Regions from separate parts of the Mus musculus genome. Here all the other regions are linked to region 2. Evidence: chromatin contacts called from public Hi-C and HiCAR-type data. All regions are on one chromosome and are shown on one strand. Each heading gives the region's core, a stretch centred on a gene start, on an enhancer-like site or on the middle of the called end of the contact. The rest is flanking DNA. Distances are from core to core; before and after follow the strand shown. Region 1 has its middle 140 kb from the start of Gm32035. Region 2 holds the start of Elavl2 (ELAV like RNA binding protein 1). Region 3 holds the start of Cdkn2a (cyclin dependent kinase inhibitor 2A).

The links. Hi-C and Micro-C count contacts between places; a contact is called where the count stands out from the background. HiCAR-type assays count read pairs that join an accessible place to other places.
Region 1: a contact with region 2 is called in a Hi-C map of the N1E-115 cell line, with 9 times the contacts expected there. The contact joins the enhancer-like site here to the promoter of Elavl2 in region 2. A contact is called at or near these places in 4 of 484 Hi-C or Micro-C datasets (the N1E-115 cell line, cerebral cortex and cortical neurons) and 6 of 115 datasets of contacts at active chromatin or transcription factors (SST interneurons, astrocytes, embryonic forebrain and 3 more).
Region 3: a contact with region 2 is called in a HiCAR-type map of astrocytes, with 2.8 times the contacts expected there. The contact joins the promoter of Cdkn2a here to the promoter of Elavl2 in region 2. A contact is called at or near these places in 5 of 39 promoter capture datasets (cranial neural crest, frontonasal cranial neural crest, hippocampal neurons and 2 more), 1 of 484 Hi-C or Micro-C datasets (cranial neural crest), 1 of 115 datasets of contacts at active chromatin or transcription factors (astrocytes) and 1 of 9 other capture datasets (embryonic stem cells).

What each region holds. Positions count from the first base shown.
Region 1 is chr4:94,005,354-94,009,762 of GRCm38.p6, forward strand. No RefSeq gene overlaps it. Among named protein-coding and RNA genes, the nearest start is that of Gm32035, 140 kb to the left of the region's middle. Within about 2 kb of position 1,973, at least 14 of the 459 cell types and tissues checked have an H3K27ac peak or open chromatin away from gene starts, as enhancers often do. A contact at or near this core is called in the N1E-115 cell line and SST interneurons, where this site is marked.
Region 2 is chr4:91,372,821-91,377,797 of GRCm38.p6, forward strand. Elavl2 (ELAV like RNA binding protein 1) reads right to left here and starts at 3,676. Exons shown (of 8, transcript NM_001347149.2): 1 at 3,116-3,676. It overlaps Mir6402 (microRNA 6402), which reads right to left and starts at 543; the gene lies at 464-543.
Region 3 is chr4:89,279,116-89,283,521 of GRCm38.p6, forward strand. It overlaps Cdkn2a (cyclin dependent kinase inhibitor 2A), which reads right to left and starts at 3,077. Exons shown (of 3, transcript NM_001040654.1): 1 at 2,871-3,077. The coding sequence starts at 2,996.

The DNA.
Region 1 (4,409 bases), core at 723-3,222, 2.6 Mb after region 2:
TGCCGCGCTGCTAAAAGGCCATTTGGGTGGATCGTCTCTGCAGCAGGAGAGAGAAGCAGCCAGGGTCATTTGCAAGGACTTTTGCCTCATTGACTTCTGTTTCCTCCAGGGTCCTTTCTGGCTGATCTGTCATCTGCGGTTTGGGAGGAGAGGAGTTATTTTCACATTCTCCCTTTTTGCCTCCTGGCTTTTGGCTCTTCAGGAAAGTGTTTAGCTCAGAAAACAGCTGGCTACCGTCAGTTTTGTGTAGGGTTATGAGACACAGCACCCCAGTGTTCGTTTCAGAGATGGCTTTGAAAACACTTGTGTAGGCTGGCACCTTTGACTGCCTGGACCTCTGTGTTTACTCATTATGGAAAAAAAATGGAAAGAAAAAAAGATGAGAGTCTCTCTGTGCTGCTAATAATACTCTTCTCGAGGCAGGTCGTTCTGTTTTTGGAAATCAGACTGAGGCAGTGGAGAGGCTACTGCAGTCAGCCTTGCTGTCTAGTGGGCTGGTGTGTGATGAAGGGTCTTAGTGAGATCATGTCTATTTCCTCTAGAAGCCCAGGACCCTGGCCTGGCCCCTGTGACTCACTAGGACTTTTGCAAGAACAGCCAGTCTTTTAGGAAGGCCCTCTTGCCTCTCTGGTTGGGTACTTCTGTGGTGATCTGGATGGTGTTCTTTCAGAAGTTGCCCTTCAGGTCAACTTCCCCTTCTCCAGGCATTTCGTTACTGTTTTATCTATCAAGAAAACCCAAATGATAAGCAGGCATTTTGAACTTTTAACAACACAAGGGCTAAAGGTATATATAGAGAGAGATTTAAAATGTCTTTTAAAATGTCTTTTCTGGGGGGGGGGGGGGGGGATTGCTATTAGCCTTTTCGGGTAAGGCTGAAAAGATGTTCTAAAATGTCCAATTTTTAACGACTGCAAGAAATGTAAAGATTAAGGAAAGGAGAAACCACAGTGATAGTTCAGTTAGAAAAGTGCTTGCCTTACAACCATAAAGGCCTGAGTGTGATCCTTAGAACTCCTATGAAAAGTCAGATGTCGTGGCTTGCATTATAATCCCAGTGCTGGGTGTATAGAGGCAGGTGAATACCTGGGCCTCACTCCATCCAGCCCAGCCTATTTGTTGAGTTCCAAGCTGGTATAAGAGAGTAGGTTTGCTTATTTGTTTTTCCTTCACTTTTCTTTTTTGTAATTGTTGTTCTTGTTCTTGATGCACTTGTGGCTGATGATGACACCTAAAGCCAAACACCCAATGCTATCCTCTGGCCTCCACACCTTTGTGCACACACATACACACACATGCACACAAACACAAATTAGGCAAGACGGAAAACCACTGACCATGTATGTACTTATGTCTGATCCACTATGTTGAGATACCATTTTCTATCATTCTGAACTACAATAACTCATCTATTCAAGGTTTCCTAGAGCCAGTCTGTTAGTCAGTGACAGAGTGAGTCTCACATGAGAGATGAGTTCACTGCTTACCTCTGCCGCCAGCTGATTTGATATTGCTCAACTTTTCTTGCAATCCTCTTCTTCTATAAGAAAAGGTGAACTCTCTCAACCTCTTAAACATGTCATAACAATTACATGGGATAAGTTGCGTATGGTTGTAATCCCAGAAAGGAAGTAAACATTTAACAAACATGTGTTTCCTGACATTAACCAAGTATTCCTGACTAAGAAGATGATATCAAAACTCAGTGCTGAAAATTGAGCATCCTTTAATGTTTAAAGGCACATATGCCAAACTGTGTATCCTAATTTACAAATGGAGCCAAGCTCCTTTTCCATCAGGAAACCAGAAGCACCAAGCATGTTCAGAAAACGCACAAAAGGAACACCACCTGATGTAGTCTGTGGTACGGCCTCACGGACCCTTCCTTTTTCTCAAAGCCAAACGTCCACATAACAGGCTGAAGGTGGCTGAGGCAGCCAAGGGCAGGGTTTTGTAATTCTCCGGTCAGCATAACCAGAACCTACCCTCTATGCATGCTGCCTTTATTTTCTCAGTTTCTTCCTTGGAGGTCAGGGACACTTAGGAGAGTTTTTTTTTATATAGTTTTCATTTTTTAAAAATGGCAACTGTGGTCAAAGCTACAAAACCAGGAATGAAAGAAAGAAATTGTTTCCCCGTGTCCTTTCAACTCCTCGCAGAGGACACTTCCAAATCCTGGGACTTGGTGAGGGCTTATTGTTTTAGGTAACACTGCCCTCTGTTGGAAAAGTGATGCACTTCTTTGTTAAAAGAGCAGGACTGGTAGTATCAGTGCAGAGGCATTAAAACAGATGGGAAGCTGTAACCTTCTTAGCTAAACATTCCAGCACCTGTCCCAACCAGTCAGAATAGAAAAAGAGAATCGAGTAACAGGACACACACACACACACACACACAATTAAATAATACAAACTCAACACAAAAACAGTCTTTCTAGACTGTTTTTAAAAGAAAATATATATACTTTCAATTAAAAGACGATTTAGCTTCTAACATTTTGTTTTAAAACTTTTAATTTTGACACTGCTCTCACTGTCAAGAGTGGTCAGGGCAGCTCATGGACTGCAAGATCTGGAAGGCTTTGAGGTAACATTTGCCCACAAAGAAACCCAGAAATAAGGCTCTGCTTTTTGGCTTAAAGAACTCAGATGCTTCTCAGAGTGTGACTGTCGTGGCAGTACCGAGGGTAGTCTAAGGAGGGACACCATGTGGCTCCCTTTGTCTCTCAAACTATTGATAAATGGACTCCCAAGAAATTAGAGTGTCCCCAGTAGTCTTACACAGAGAGAAGGAAAAGGCTGCAGTCTGGTACCAGCCAGAGAAGAAACTTATCTCTAGGAAAGGAATTTCACACAATTCTGGCAACTCATCAGGAGAATATGAAGTCCAGACAATGATGGACAGACAAGACTGTTTAAATGTGCATATCTTTTACACTCTACTTAAAACTAAACCTCATGTCAGGACTTCGAGGATAGAGGGGAGATGAAGAGGTGTCACTACACCTCTTTGTTTCTATTTTAATGTGGTCACATCGACTAAGTCACTGGTTTTCTCTGTTATTTGCCTATTACAGTATCCTACTACAGTCAGATGGGTGAGTATAGCTTGCAAGGGATTCCAGGGTCCATTTGCTGACCATAGCAACAACCAAAATGAAAAAGAAAAAAAAAACATGAGATTTAAACATGCTATAATTATCTAATGGTGTCACCCTGGTATCTTATATATTAGATTTTTAAAATTTTTTTACAGAAAGCATTTAGTTACTGAGAGTAACTCTAAGAAAGAAAAAAAAAACCCATTATTCCGTTCCAAACTCAGGTTCTTTACCATCTCTAAGAAAAAGGTAAAATGCATATTTTCAAGTACAAAGAAAATGAGTTGAAAGGTTTTAACCATGGAATAATACAGTGGAATTATTGTATAGGTTAAGGAGTGATGGCATTTGATAAACTAAGAAAACATAGAACTGAAAAAGAATGCATAAGAGGAAGACTCAGGTAGTCAAAGAACTTTATGGAATTTTCAAGAGGAATAAAAAACAAATCTCTGGAGGACAGATTTTCAGCTATGTTAAAATCCGTAGTGAGCAATCTAACTGCAGCCATACACACAATTTTAAAATAAACTCACAGCATGCTTTTTATTATCCTGTGTATGTAATGGTACCATGGATTGTCTCCTCGGTTTGTTCAATTGCTTCGACTCCAGCAAGAACACGCCAGACTCCCAAATTAGAGAACAGTCTTCAACAATGTATTGCATCTGTAGCCTCTGAGTTATAATACCTTTTAGTAATTCCAAACAAAATAAATCCACTGGAAAGTCTTAACTAAGAACTAGAATTGAGGCTACATTTACATAAAAAGGGTGTAATCTGATAATCCATCTTTTAAGCAGATCTGTAATAGCACCGCTTACTCTATAGATAACCAGGGCATTCTAATAAATAGCTCTATGTTCCCAGGAAGGCTTTGAAACAAATCAGCCAGCCACGCCTGCCCCTGGAAAGCCTGCTCTACAAGAGCAGAGGCAAATGCCTGGTGGTGGCCAGTATATTCCCAAGAGGAGAAAGAGTTAGGCTTCACTTTAAATTAACTAATCAAATAACTATCACCACCTCCCCAAACATAAAAGCAGATGTCAAGTTTACAGACATGGAAAGAACAGATTTAAGCATCTTGCACAGGGATTTGGAGAAAAGACTCAGCTATTAAGGGTACCCACTGCCCTTGCAAAGGACTGAGGCTCAGTCCCTGCTCACACATGACTGTTCACAGAACACCCTCTTCTGACTCTTCCTGCAGGCACCAGGCATACACACGATGTAGATACATTCATGCAGGCAAAACACTCATATATATATAATTTTTTAAAAAAGTGCCTATAGAAAACACAGAATTAGA
Region 2 (4,977 bases), core at 2,426-4,925:
AATGAAAAGGTTTTGGTTTTAACCCTTCCCTCTAGAAAACTACATTTAAAAACATCACCTGACATACCTACCTGAAATTGCAGGAGGCAGGAGGAAAGAACTGAACAGTGGGCGATCGAGTCGCCGCAAGAACGTGATGGAGGTTACAGCTTCAAGGACATGATGCGGGTTTGATGCAGCAAGGTTCGCTAAGGGCGCCCAGAGATCCCCGCCCCCACGCGACGGGCGGGGAGGGAGGACTCCTCTATCCCAGGGATGAAGGGGGGTGCAAATTTACCCTCTAGTGGGAAGTGAAATCAGGCATAGTAAATTAGGGAAAACAATTATGGTCAAAATGGAGACAGGCCATCCTCAGTTTGGGAGACCCTGGTTAGGGACACCAGAAATAGCTAATTGATTCAACACCAGCATTTCTGTGTCACCTCAAATCAGACTTGGAATTAAATGACCTTAACTGACTTTGTGCGGGTTCCTGGGAAAACTGCTCAGAGAGCGCCTGTGCCTCTTTGACCTCCCTCTAAACAGTTATAATATTCCCATCCCAGGCATGCATTATTGCTAAGAATACCAGTTTTGAAGTGTTGGAGAGAAATGGGCCTACCCAATTTGTTAATCTACACCTGAAACCCTTCCAATGCCCTTCACTTTACTTTCTGAAGATGTCTGCTTGAAGTTAGACCTCTCTCAACAGATACTTTCCAAGTAGGCTAAAGCACATCGGTCTACAATCTTCGTTCTCCCACAGAACTGCAAACGGGTTAGCTCTATAAAAGGAATGCCCAAGCCCGTGGTTAAAAGATGGGGGGGGGGGGACTTCAAGGGTCTGTTAAGATAGGTTCATGGAATGGCAGAGATAACTGGGGGAAACTGCTTTTTAATTAAACTCTTAAATGATGACTTTGAAACATTCAACATTTTTCTTTTTCACAGACTTGTTTGCTCAGTTTTGACAAATCTCTCAGATGTCCCATTTAAGAAGCCATTTTACGAGGATTATCAAACATCCCTGACCTTCCTTTCCCCACAAAACACAAGCTCCCTCTCCTGACCTTTAGAAAGGGATTATCATTTAGGAAGATAAGCTGTTGGGTCACTATTGTCTACCTTGTAACCCCTCCAATTCTCCTTCATTTTAAGCCTATCTTTTTAGGTTGCAATTAATAGTAGGCCCAGAAAAATAAAACATACGCACGTCCTACCCCACTATCTTAGGAATAGCTCTAATAAATAAGGTCGTGGAGAAATGTTGCAGGTTTAGAATCTTAGCCAAATAGAATGTGTGTACATGAGTGGGGGAAGGGGCAGAACCCGTCCATTTAAGGGACGAAGTGCTCGGACATTCATCTCTGTCCATCAGCGTTAGCGTAAACACTAAATGGCTGATTATTTTTCTCACCCTCACCACAATAAAGGCAGACCTGGAGCTGTAGTTAGGAGGTAGAGAAGATAACCAATCTCCACGTCTGTTTTGGTAACAGATACCTGAAAATGGAAAATGGGGAACGCATCCACCCTCCAATCTGCCACAGTTGTACAGCCTTCCTATTAATTCTTTATAGACGTGAAATAGGTGGGCACGTAGCAACGTGCTGGGCATAAATTAAGCAACAATGGCCACGAGAAGTCCTGTCTGCCACAGAGGTACAGGGTGGGCACTGCCACCTTGCCATCCCTACTCCCCCCCCCCCCCATACACACGCCCTAGGCAGAGTCGGGGAAGGGGGGGGGTGGCAGAGCGCTAGCTTTTGGAACCAGCCTGTGGGTGGGGTAGGGAGCTGCGAGAGATGAACAACCCGGGCCAGCTTTGTAGCTTGCCCCCATACTTTGCGTCTCGAGCACCACTCGGCGCTCGCACGCACACATTCGCCCACACCCCCTCGTGCCGATAATTTAAACTTCTCCGAGGCAAAGCCAGCACCTCGGTCCGCCACCACCTCCCCCGCCCTCGCCGCCCGGCGAGCATCCTCCCCCTTTCCCACGTCTACCCGGATTCGCTCTTTCGCAGTAGAAAGCCGGCTGTTTTCCCCTGCACCCGGAGAAATCACAAAAGTTAAAATGAAGCGTGTGCCTGTCTGCCCAGAGTCTCGTCCCCAACCATCTTTCTCCTGGCGTCAGTTTTAACAATAGCTACTCGAGGAAGGGGAGCTGCGAGGAGGGGCTGAGGGCTATACAGCCGACTCAGCTCCCTGGGTAGCTGCGATGCCTCGCGGCTGCCAGTGAGTCTCCCTTTCCCGGAAGGCGGGCTCCGCTGCGTAGGACCAAGGACAGGGCTTGGAATCCACTGCCCAGCGCCCAGCACCGCGAGGCTCCCAAGCAGCTGCCACTTCACACTCACGGCTCCAAGGATCTTATTTACGCTTTTCTGAACAAAGGGAATCTCATATCCGGTATAGGCTCAAAGATTCGGCCCCAAATTGGCAGTCTTCTTTAAAATCTGAATTACAATCATTGGAATCCGTGAATCAGAGTCCTCAATTCTGGCAATGATGAGTTTTGACAGCTTCTAACCTTACCCCAGCCCCAGCCCAGCCCCAGCCCTTAGGCTGTATGTACTTTTTCCAGGCAACTACAACTCGCTGCCTGGTGCAGCATCTAAATTCCATCTGGCAATCCCATCTCCCCGGCACACGCTATCTAGTTAATGCAATTAAGCTGAGGATTTTCCCCACTGGTCTAATCTGCAAGTAAGTCCAGGGCTTCTGATTTCCCCAGTCCTCCGATTCCTTTGCGAAAGTAGAGGCATGCATTCCCCTCCAACATTCAAGTTATCCCTCTCTTCCCACGAAATGAACTTCCAACCTCAACCCCGAAGCTCACTGAACATGTAGCCTCCCATTGTAGCCTGCTGGATCTTGACCACATTTACCACTTAAGTTTCTATCAAGTGACATTTTCGAATATTCAGTACGTTAAGCATGCGTCCACTGTCTTCTAGTCTGGCTCTCAAGAATAAAAAAAATAAAAATAAAAATAAAAAAAAGCAAAGCAGTCGCTTTGAAATGAGGCAAACATGTGCAATTAACTTCACATTCTGTATTCCGCTCACTTACAGGTTTTCTGGGTTTGCCAGCGCATCGCTGCAACTAATGATTAAAGAAACCAAACCGAAACTTACCTTTCTCCCTTAAGGTTTTTGTGTATGTGTATTTTTAAAGTAACGGTGCACTTCTCCCAATAAGGATGAGCAAGAAGCTGCTGGATAGTTCTCTTAAGACAGCACGAAACCTAAACTGTGCTCGGCTTAAAAGAAGCAAATAAAAAGAAATGCTTTCGACCCCAAAGTCCAATGCTAAAAGAAATGATGAAAAAAAATATGAAAGGGGAGGGGAAACTTAAAAAAGAGAGTTTAAAAAGACGGAGAGACTACTCCTATTGCCGTTCAACTAAACAAAAAGGTGCAAGAAAAACAAACCAAGGAACAAAGAAAAGAGACGAAAGAACGTTTTTTCAAAAAGACGATGTCTTTCTCCGTGTTGCTTTTTAGTAGGTCGCTACAGGAGTAAGCTGCTGCATCTCTAAGTGAGAACAGAAATAAGGGGGGAGGACGTCTTAAAAGGGAGGTGGACTGGACCACAGATTTATAGCACCGTATCACCAACCCCTTCTCTGCCTCCGCACTGCCGTGTGTGCAGCTGCTCTGCCAGAGTCCTATCCCGGGCAGCACGCGCGGAAGTATACGCCGAGTTGCGCCACAACGCAACATGCTCATCGCCCCAGGTTTCTGATTGGGCGAGACGCTTCTATTGAGGCCGCCCAGGCGAAGCTCTGCTAGGTGATTGGCTAGGGACTTATGTCACTCTTGAGAGCTCAATGGAGTCCCGTTTCAAGGTAAGTTGTGCCGGGAGGTACACACTTAACACTGGCGGCGAAGGGAAATGCAAGAAGCAAAAAGAGATGGGAGAGAGAGAGAGAGAGCAACGTGGGAGGGAACTGTACTATGAGAGTTTGCGATATTGCACCATCTATTTTCCTCTTAAGTCTTTCTGCTTCCAAAAGATTCGTTTTATTTGCCCTCACGGCTGCATCTTTGGCATGTTTCTTTGTAATAGTAAACTGTCCGGTATGTATGAGTCATCGAGAGCGCCTCTCTTTGATTTGAGAGGGATTTGAACGTACACCCATTACTTGTCCGCATGCCTTTTTTGGTTTGTGTTCCAGTAATCTTTACATCTGTATTAGATATTGGGTAACTGTGTGTATGTTTCTCTATTTTAATATGTCCACCTCTTTCTCTCTCTTTCTCTCTCTCTCTCTCTCTCTCTCTCTCTCTCTCTCCTTTTAGAATAAGAATGAAATAGAAATGGTTTCAACTGAATCTGTACAGTTTGAACTAGCTTTCAATGTATGTCAGGGTTAAAAGGGGGTAGCAAAAACATCGTACTTAACAAAAACAAAAAAACAGGTAATGAATTGAAATAAGGTCCTTCAGTTGGAGGTAAAAAGAGCAGCTACATATAAAATTAAAACAAGCCACTCCTTTGCATTTGCTGGCAATACAGATCTTGAACCTCACAAGGATTGCTGACAGTAAAGATAGTTCAGCCTTTACCAGGTTCTTTTGAGAATTCAAAAGTTTGATCAGTAGACCAAGTGCTGTCTATGTCTTTGCTTTATAGATGAAGATTTCTTTATTCCAACCTCATGTTTGAGTAATATTCAAGAGGCTGAAGTGCAGGTTTATTCATACTTATTTCTTCCGTTAAGTGAAAGTGAGATTACTAAATTTACCTAGATGTATTTACAATGAGAAACAATATCCACCTAACTTAGTTCATTCCCAAGGAATTTTTCAGTTTTGACAGATAGCCTCAACTTCCTAAACAGTACATATATTTCTTACATAATCTCTCTTCTCTCAAAAATTATTTTACTACTATGTTTATTTGCTACTAGTCACTGTCCTTGATAATGTAAGAGAGCAAAGGCAACGGTAGAAATTAAACATTGCAGGAAGATGGAATGTCAGAGGGAAAGAGA
Region 3 (4,406 bases), core at 1,827-4,326, 2.1 Mb before region 2:
AAGTGGAAGCTCTGCTGCTCAACTGGAAGCTTGACTTGAGGCTGGAAGTCAAACTCCCAATACCAATGGGAGTGTTAAAGTCAGATCACCTGCTTGCAGTTTCAAAACATGAATAAAAGTCATATTGTAGTAACTGTCACATGACACTTTCCCCAAGTTGTTTTACTTACAATGGTAACTTTGAAAGGCTCTTTAGGGTATGCAAGATGGCTCTGCAGGTAACAAACAGGCTTTGCTGTCAAGTCTGACACTGTCCATTTTCCAGATTCATATGGTGAAAAGACGGAACTACATCCCATAAGTTGTCCTCTGACCTCCACACACAGCCCCCCCCCCAACTAAATAAATAAATCGGTACAATAAAAGAATTTATTTTAAGCTCTGTAAAGTTAACTGGACAATAAACTAGGCAAAATTTGCCTTAGAGAAAACAAGAAAACCCCCAATACCACTTTGTACAGAGAACCCACGGTTTTTGAACTAATTTTATCTAGGGCTAAGAATAAAGAAACTTTTGCTGATACTGGAATAAACTTGAGCATAGGTTTGGAATCTGCACTCAGACTATAGGAAGTTAAGGACAATGTTACACTAATGTAATTGATGCCCTGCTACCTGTGTCTCCTGTATGAATAATAACAACCACCCTGGCAACTTGCCTCAGGAACAAGTCTTGCTCCTAGTGCTACAATCTCAGGCACACTTCCTTCTCCTCAGGTCCCTGCTTCTGTTTACCCACCGCTTCAGCTGCCATCTCCTCCTCCTCTCCTGTTGAAAGTTTTAGCCTCAGGAGTCTTCTCAAGAACCGTATTAGCAACAACAGTCTTGCACACATTGCCAAAAAAACCAAACAAACAAAAAAAGAAACAAAAAACAATCCACATGGAAAGCCAAGAAGTTTGCCACTAGAACAAGCCTGAAGAGTGGACCTTGATAAACCTTCAGGAACTTCTGGCTTCTAAGAGGAAGATCTAATCACTTTGCGGTTCTGTGCTCTCTCAACTCCTCAAAAGTCCATCATCCCTCCCTCCCTCCCTTCTCCTCCCATGTGTTCCGTGTGTGTGTGTGTGTGTGTGTGTGTGTGTGTGTGTGTGTGTGTGTGTGTGTGTGGTAGAGGGGCTGGAGTGTCATCAGCTCATCCAACACGGTTTTGTTGGCCACAGATGGTTTTATAACTTCAGACATCTCTTATTCAGTGCTGATGGAGGCAGAGAAGAGAGGGAAGGCAGTGGACGTAGGCACTCAGAATTATGTGTGATTTCTAAGATGAATTTCTCTCTCTCTCATATATATATACACATATAAAATAATGAAGATAATATAATTGCACTAGTATTGCTGAATCATTCTCCGAAGAAAGTAAAACTAACTTAGGTTTCAGCAAAACTGTAAAGGAACTACAGAAAAGAGAAAGTAACAATACTGTGTGTTGAAGACCTCCATCTTGCTCATAAAATTGGTTTTAAAAATTGCTCACATCTGAAGAAAGCAATCACAAGTGGGGAGGGAGGGAGGGACCTGGGAGGGAAAGTAGAAGGGTTGGGGAGGGAGTTGGGGAGAATAAAAAAATAATAAAGGTAGAAGGGGAAACCCTGTGATAGGAAAAAAAATGCTCACATCTTTTATGGTATGGAAAAGTTGAAATAGCAAAAATAAAATGAATACTAAATCCTTTAAGAAAGTACCTTGGGTTTTTTTGTTTTGTTATTTTCTTTCTACTCTTCTTTTGTTAGGGGGGAGGTGTTTCTATACAGGGTTTTCTCTATGTCATCCCTGCTGACCTAGAACTGAAAAGATTAGTTTGCCTCTGTCTCTTGATTCTGGGATTAAAAAACAAACAAACAAACACCCCCAAAAAAACCAGCCTGGCTTATTTTTCCTCTTCTCTTCTCTTCTCTTCTCTTCTCTTCTCTTCTCTTCTCTTCTCTTCTCTTCTCTTCTCTTCTCTTCTCTTCTCTCTTCTAGGCTTATCTCCCCTCCCCTCCCCTCCCCTCTCTCCTCCTCCTCCTCCTCCTCCTCTTCCTCCTCTCCTCTCCTCTCCTCTCCTCTCCTCCCCCCCCCCCAGCATTTCTGCCTGAACATCAAATGGGTTATGGCTCTGAAACCAAACCAACTTCCTCCTTCCCCGTTAAAACTATCTACCCAACTTTCTTAACTTTTCTGTATTCAATGAATACGGTCCTCTCTTACATATTTTAGGACTCCAAAGGCAAACTTCTCAGCAACTGGTAACACTGCAAATGTTAAACTGCAAACTATAGACACGTTATTTTAAAAGGTTCACATTTATCTCGCACAACCACCCAACCTGTCTAGAATCAAAGAGGTTTCCACGCTTGACTTGCAAATGATCTCAAGGTCCCAAACTCGTTTGTTTATTTTTATTCTGTGATTTAAAGTGTGTAAAATATAGTCTATGTTGCAGTTTCAGAAGGCACCTTCCAGCCTTTTTAGTCAAGTTGAAACCGATGTTCTTTTTCTTCAGCTTATTATGCACAGGCTCTGGAATGCACATTTGTTTCACGGGAATTTTCTTTGTTAGAGTTAGAAAGGATAGTTACAGACATTTCTAGGGCCAGGACTCCTTTTAGGCTGAAACTTAGTAATCTGGTAAAAGCAAGACCAGAATTAATCAGCTGACAGTAGATGGGAGAAACAAGACTTCTCAAAAATAAGACACTGAAAACTCGATGCCAAAATGGTTTCACTATAACAAGTTAGTTTAATGGGTGGCTCCGGTGGGCAGCAGCAACAACAAAAACAAACAAACAAACAAAAATATCTGGGGTATGCATTTCAAATGGTAATTGAAATGTTATCTCTTCCTGAACAAAAGTTACCCGACTGCAGATGGGACACTCCTTGCCTACCTGAATCGGGGTACGACCGAAAGAGTTCGGGGCGTTGGGCGAAACCCCGGCTTCCAGCAGTGCCCGCACGTCATGCACACGGCCCTGGGCCGCCGCCCTGGCCAGTCTGTCTGCAGCGGACTCCATGCTGCTCCAGATGGCTCTCCTCGAGTTCGCTTTCCTCGCGGAGATTCAGTGCCCGCCCAATCGCCCAGTCGTGTGACCAGTGGGTCCCTCCTTCCTTCCTCTGAGGATGGTGTGGGGGGGGGGGGGAGCCACACTCTGCTCCTGACCTGGCTCCACAGCCCGCCATAGGTGGCGCTATTTGCCCTGAATATAGCATGAATTGAACACCCCTGAAAACACTGCTGTTCCCCCCACCTCCGGATGGGGGAGGGGAAAGGGATGGAGCCCGGACTACAGAAGAGATGCAGGGTTCAGGAGGAGAGCTGGGCGTTGAAACAGCGCTAAAGGATCGGACAGCCCCCGCCTGCTACCCACGCTAACACCCCTCCCCCATGCCTGGTCACCCTTTGACACGCTGGGCTCCTTCTGGACCCGCACAGCAAAGAAGTGCACACGTGTCTTCTGAGAAAGTGAACTAGTCCTTCTCGAAATCTCTCCTTCCTCCCCAGTGCAACACCCAGGTATTAGAAAAACGAAGGAGGGTAATTTTCATCACTACACTGAAACTTAAGGTATTTAACATCTTAGCAGAAAATTGTGTCATCTTTTATTCAGAAGAAAGAGCTACAACTTCGCCAAGCTGAGATCCCAACAACCCTAGCTCAAACAACTCATTTTGGAGGGTACCACGCCCAGTATGAAATCCGAATCTTTGCGAAGGATTTGCAGAAACATTTCTGATGTTGCTGTATCAGTGCTAGGATTCTGTACACAACTATAAAAAAGTGACGGGGTGAAGTCATCGGAGGGCAATCTGCTTATAAAGTATTTCTATTTTATGGGGCTGTTGTTTGTTTAAATGAGTTGGTGTGCTGCGCATAAACGTTGCACCGGTTTAAATTGTTCGTTAAAAACGTCTTTGCAATCTTGTGAGGCAGGAAGAAGAACACGCTTTGGGCAGAGTTACCAGTACTGGACAGAAGGGAGGATTTAAAAAGACAGTCCTCACCAGAAAGGCAATGGCCCTTTCTTCCACTCCTGGAACTCAGCATAAACTCAGAACTCTGTCTCCCTTCTGCCTCCTGGGTGCCAGGATTAAAGGCCTGGCATTATTTTCTGCAGATTTTGAATAATTTTCTCTCCCCATATTCTTTATATGGCCACAGCTATTTTTGACTTTGTATGTGTGTGGTGAGAATGTCAGTCATATCCTGTGGACACAAAACTACAGACAGACAGAGAACTGACCCCTCATTTACCAACTCCACGAATTCAAATGTGTGGGGGGGGGGGAGGGAGAGGGAGGGAGAGAGGAGGGGGAGAGGGAGGGAGGGGGAGGGAGAGAGAGACAGAGAGAGAGAGAGAGAGAGAGAGAGAGAGAGAGAGGAGACACACACACACACACACACACACACACACACACACAGAGAC